2 separate regions of the Mus musculus genome follow, and region 1 is linked to region 2. A link is a contact called in public HiChIP or PLAC-seq data. All regions are on one chromosome and are shown on one strand. Each heading gives the region's core, a stretch centred on a gene start, on an enhancer-like site or on the middle of the called end of the contact. The rest is flanking DNA. Distances are from core to core; before and after follow the strand shown.

The links. HiChIP or PLAC-seq counts read pairs in DNA pulled down with a chosen protein or histone mark.
Region 1: an H3K27ac HiChIP or PLAC-seq map of extraembryonic endoderm stem cells shows a contact between it and region 2, with 16 times the contacts expected there. The contact joins the promoter of Lpcat3 here to the enhancer-like site in region 2. A contact is called at or near these places in 3 of 39 promoter capture datasets (the 3T3-L1 cell line, embryonic stem cells and hippocampal neurons) and 5 of 115 datasets of contacts at active chromatin or transcription factors (astrocytes, embryonic stem cells, extraembryonic endoderm stem cells and 2 more).

The regions. Positions count from the first base shown.
Region 1 is chr6:124,661,780-124,664,479 of GRCm38.p6, forward strand. Lpcat3 (lysophosphatidylcholine acyltransferase 3) reads left to right here and starts at 1,325. Exons shown (of 13, transcript NM_145130.2): 1 at 1,325-1,580. The coding sequence starts at 1,430.
Region 2 is chr6:122,784,360-122,787,260 of GRCm38.p6, forward strand. It overlaps a transcript of Slc2a3 not described here. Among named protein-coding and RNA genes, the nearest start is that of Foxj2, 34 kb to the right of the region's middle. Within about 2 kb of position 1,307, at least 30 of the 459 cell types and tissues checked have an H3K27ac peak or open chromatin away from gene starts, as enhancers often do. A contact at or near this core is called in extraembryonic endoderm stem cells and hippocampal neurons, where this site is marked.

The DNA of each region.
Region 1 (2,700 bases), core at 75-2,574, 1.9 Mb after region 2:
GCGCGTTACAGCACTTGCCAGCACTGAGTTCAATCGTCAAAATCCACATGGCAAAAGACAGAGCAGTCTCCTGAAAGTTGTCTTCTGGCCTTCATGTGTGTTCTGTGGCAAAAACTAGCCCTTCCTCCAACATACCCCAATATATACACAAATAAATGTAAAAAAAAATGCCTTTAAGTATAAATAAAAGGACATATGAAAAGGCAGGAGACATAGCTCAGTGGTCCAATGCTTCCTTAGCACACGTAAAGCCTACGTTCAATTTCCCAGTAAAAAAAAAAAGGGGGGGGGGGGGCTGGAAAAAAGTATAAAATGCCATGGAAGTGTAAGCCATAGCTGAACTTTTTAGGACAAGAACTTGTGAACCCCTTTGTTACACACCCCATACACTGTCACTTTCCCTGGGGTCAATCAGTGGGAAGTGACACTGCATAGGAGGAAAGGGCTCCTATTTTGCTTCATGCCTCTAGTGCTTGAACTTTCATCAGGAACATACATTACTTAAGCCGTGACAAAACTAGCCTAACTGTTAATTAAAGCGGCAAGTGTTAAGTAGGCTCTTTTTAATATAAATAGGCAGATCCTAATTTCATTGCCTCCGGAGAGAAGGTCCGTTTTACTATAGAAAGGGAACTCTGCATAAGGACTAGGGTTGTAGCTCCGGCAGGAGAGCGTGCACGCGGCACCGGTTCGAGTCCCAGTACTTGAACAACCGAAAAGGACCTGCATCGGGAAGAGCTACGTAGCATTAAAGGGTGTTCTTGGGCCCCTGGGCTCCCCCAGAGCCTTCAGGAAAGGGCTGGGAATGCAGGACCCTCGCTCTCCCCCCCTCCCCCGCCCCCGAGGAGACACCGTTAGGGGGCGCTCGTGGGGTGACAGCAGACATTCGCTCCGCTCCGTTACATGCCCCAGTAACCCCAGCGCCGGCGACCGAGAGTAACCTCGCGGTCTGGTGACGCCCCCGCCCCCCCCCGCCCCCCCCCCGCCCCGACTCTCGCCTGCTCCTGTCTCAACCAATGGGAAGGCAGCGAGCAAGCCGGCCGGACACCCGTCCGACCCACTCCTGCCCGGAGCCGTCCGGACCGAGTTGTACTGTCACCTCGCCTCGCGCTCCCGCCTGCTCCAATAGCAGCTGGGTCGCGATCGCAAGCCCCGCCCCGCCCCGCCGGCCCGGCCCGTTTCCCTTCCTCACGGGAGTCACCTTTGCCTTACAAACGCTCGGCCCCGCCCTCTTCCTACCTTGCTGCGCTCGGCCCCGCCCCCGGCTGGCTCGACCAATAATCGGGTGGGTCTAGAGGCTCTGGGCGGGCCCGCAGCCAATGCGCACGCCGTGGGCGGGCCCCCGGCCGGAATTGGGGGTGAAGCCACCGCGTTCTGCCCACATTCGGGGCGCGGAGCTGGGGGTCCCCGGGGGGCGCCCGCAGTTAAGATGGCGTCTACAGCGGACGGGGACATGGGAGAGACGCTGGAGCAGATGCGGGGGCTGTGGCCGGGTGTCGAGGATCTGAGCCTTAACAAGTTGGCGACGTCTCTGGGCGCGTCGGAACAGGCGCTGCGGCTCATCTTCTCCATCTTCCTGGGTAAGGACCCTCCTGCCTGCCTCTGCCCCCTCGTGGAGTCCCAAGGAAATGGGCAGAATGGGGTCTGGGGACAGGACCTGTCTGTCTGCCCCGAACCTGGGACCCAGGAGGGCTTGGGGGTGCGGGTCATCAAGCACACCAGCCAGCTATCGAAGGGAAGACAAGTCTGGTCTCAAGTCTGGGGGCCCGTACCCTCTGAACCTCTTCCCATTTTCTTTGGCCCATACTGTGCCCTTTGGCTCCTCAGTCACCTCCCGCCTTGTCATCGATATGCCGGACTGTGCCCTTGCGACCTATGTCTGTCTGTGGCTCTCAAGAGTTCGACTGTGGCCATGAGTACTACTTATTTGTTATTAACAGCTCCCATCATGCGCTCTCCTTACGAGAGGCATAGGCCCTCGAACTTAAGATATTTTAGCCCTACGGGCCTCCTCTGCCCGATTATTTCATACTATGTCTTCTCGGTCTATTTTGTGTATTGCCAACGTATAGTGTACTTTCATCTCTTTTCTGTCCACTTTCTAGTATTTTCTTGTACCATATTGCTTTCCCCCTTAGCCGCCCACCTGTCATTTACTCTGGAATACATTCTTACACTGGGCTTGGGAAACAGCACTATTAACAACCTTAAAAACTCCATGCTTGTTCCAAGGGACTATTATTCATATGGTTCAAAGGATGTGATGTACCTGAATTTATGTCGCAACAAGCTGTGTTATATATTATATATATATTTTATAGTCTTTTAAAAACCGCACTCTTCGAGGTTTTTTAATACATGAGGTAACGTGGTATGATGGAAAAAGTGTGGACTTTGAAGTTAAAGGAGTCCCACTCTTTACCGTTTGTGAGTAGCAACCACTCTTGTCGCTACTCACAAACGGTAAGACCCCCCAGGCAAGCCATTTAACTGCTCCGCATCTAATTCTCTTATGAGATGAAGACAGCCGTGCTTAGCATTGGATCGCTGTAAAGTCCGGTAAGAATTCTTAGGTCAAGATCAGTGATCAGAGACTCGATTCAGTAGGTTTTTAAGTCCTTGGAACTTTTGGGGAAGGCTGCATAACTTTAACCTGAGAGAGGCGTAAGTAGAGGGTTAACTGTAGGAAGTTTGAGATAA
Region 2 (2,901 bases), core at 57-2,556:
ATGGTTGAGGACTGGAGAGATGGGTCAGGAGTTAAAGGTACTCGCTGTGGAAGCATGCCAACCTGAATTTGATTCCCAGAACCCACATGAAGTTGGGAGTGGAGAACAGATTCCATAAAGCCGTCCTCTAACCACCACAGGTGCCTGGGGCCTGTACACACAGATACATATACGCAATATAAACAAACTAACAGTCAAAGTAAGATGGTTAGCATGGAAACATATGTTAACATGGGTATTTGAGATAAAAATGGAAGTCAGCTTTTCTCAGAAGTTTAATTTGGCTAAAAGGCTTGCCCAGGAACAAAGGCTTTGTGTTTGTTTATAGCTTTGTAAACTGGAATGTACCATCTCTAGTTCAGGTTGGTTTTTTGTTTTTTTGTTTTGTTTTTTTTTCTTTTTCAAGACAGGGTTTCTCTGTGTAGCCCTGGCTGTCCTGGAACTCACTCTGTAGACCAAGCTGGCCTGGAACTCAGAAACCGGCCTGCCTCTGCCTCCCAAGAGCAGGGATTAAAGGCGTGCGCCACCACTGCCCAACTTATTCCAAGGTTTTAAATCTCTAAATCCTCTACAATGGCTTTTAAGTATAACAGTTTAGTTTGGAAAGTTTTAATCCTAGGCTTTGAAGCTTCTTTGCACAAGAGGTCTTCCTAGACCACCCCGCCCCCAACTACTCAGAGAAGCACCTTTTCCTACTTTGCATGAAGGCACTGCACCCCCTTCTGGCCTTGGGGGCAACATGCATGGATGTGGTACAGAGACATCCACACAGTCAAAATATCCATACATTTAAACATAAAGGAAACAGATGCTAAGTTTAAAATGTGTGTGTGTGTGTGTGTGTGTGTGTGTGTGTGTGTGTGTGTGTGTGTGGTGGCAGGTGGTGGTGGTAGCAGTTCTAGAAAACTAAGAGAACTGAGAGCAGAAGTCTCCCATCTCAAAGATCGCCTCTTCCTCCTTTGTCTTCAGTAACGCCCAGTAGGTGCTCCCCATCTGCACTGCAACCTGCAAGTCTCTCGCTTTCTTTCCATTTGGGGCCTCCTTTTTAGCTTTTTTTTTCTAAACACACATAATGCATCCAAACAATTTATTTAAGCATCTGTTGCGGTTTGGATATGAAGTGCCTCCCCCCTCTTCCTCCCCACACCCAAGGCTCACGTGGTAAAAGGTTTGGTTGAGAGTTAAAAGGCCTTCTGGGAAGAACCATGCAGGACCTGACTAATCCACAGCTCAGTGGATTCATAGCTCGATAGTGATATGGATCACGTGGGGTGGGGCCCAGCCGCAGGCATTCCTTAGAAGAATATCTAATCCCTGGATCTGTCTTCTCTCTGCACCACTCTACCATGAGAGGAGCTGCCTCTCGCCACCTTAGGCTTCCGGCTAGCCACCTCATCGAGCCTTGGCCTCCAGACAATGGAACCAAGTGATAATGGACTGAAATCCTGGAACTGTGAGAGAAGAAATCCCTCCCTGCTTAAGTTTTCTCAGATACTTTGCAATGACAAAGGAGTGGCTAAATCCTGCATGTGTGGTGTGAGCTCAGCCTCAACCCCTGGCTCCGCTCTGAGAGATATTGTGTTTAACAATCTCGGAAGGGTGAACCTCCTACTGAGTCGTTTGCTGGCCCTCATCTGCAAGCCACCGAGTCAGCAGAACCATCCAAGAGATCCTCCCTTAGTGATTTTGTCATGGGCACCTGACCTCAGAGGCGCCTGCGCTCTGAGATCCTTCTCCTTCCCGCCTCTGGTCTGGTCTATGTTGAAGTCAATCAGGTGAACCTAATTTTCAGTGACCCACCACCTCTGGTTTCCTTGTCTTTAAGCCCCCAACTCAACACACAAGTGTCAGAGGCCAAAGACCTCCGCTTTCTAATGTTAAAGCCCACGCCCTTCCCATAACCCTCCTTCCTCCGCTCCCAGGCCACTATCTCTCCTTCCATTCCTTTTATCATCCGTTCCCTAAATAGCCTCAAATGGCTTCTCGGCTTCCCAGGGTTTGTCTTCTAGGCCTAATTAAAAACAGTTCACAAGGCACCTGCCTCACCTCTCTTAGTTGAATGCCTGGCTAAAAAAGCAGTAAGAACTTGGAACTACAGGGATCTACACTGCCACCTGGTGCCAACTGTCAAAATAGGTTGGCATCCTAGCAACAGACCCTGGAGGCAGATACACCAACGCACTGGTCGTGGGCAGAATAGGAGCGCTCTTTCTTCAAACCAGTATTTTCTCTGCCTGCAATTATCTTATCTTAACAAGATTTTATTTTATTTTTACCTACCAGAATTCTTTAATTTCTTCCTTTCACTGGGGACTGAATCTAGAGACTCGTCCGTGCTAAGCAAGGGCTTAGCATACATCCCCAGATCTCCCACTCTTTTTTCTCTCTGCTAAATCTCCAAGATCTCTTTTTCCTTTTGACTAAACTAACCTATTATTTTATTGAAAATAATAAAATAGAAGCAAAAGAAATGATCTATCTTCAGTAATAAATCTAATTCCTGTTCTATGTACACTCTCAGTTTCTTGTCAAACAGATACAGGGTCAGCTACTCCAGCTAAGCCACGCCTTTTCTAGATAGCCGGACCTCTTTCTTATTTTTTCACCCAACAATCCTGTCTGGAAAGTGACTCCTTTCTGGAATACAAAGTTACTTTTCTAATGAGTTCATATTCTAAGTCCTCATATTCTAAGTCCGTCTCATTTGAGAGCTACGGAACTCAGGAGAGTGGACATTTGTGTGGTAGTGAGAGCTGGACAGGGATTGTACAGCCTGTGAGATCAAGTGGGGTGCTGAGCGTTATGACGCATTAAAGAATCCCTAAGCCGGGTGTGGTGGCACACGCCTTTAATCCCAGCACTCGGGAGGCAGAGGCAGGTGGATTTCAGAGTTCGAGGCCA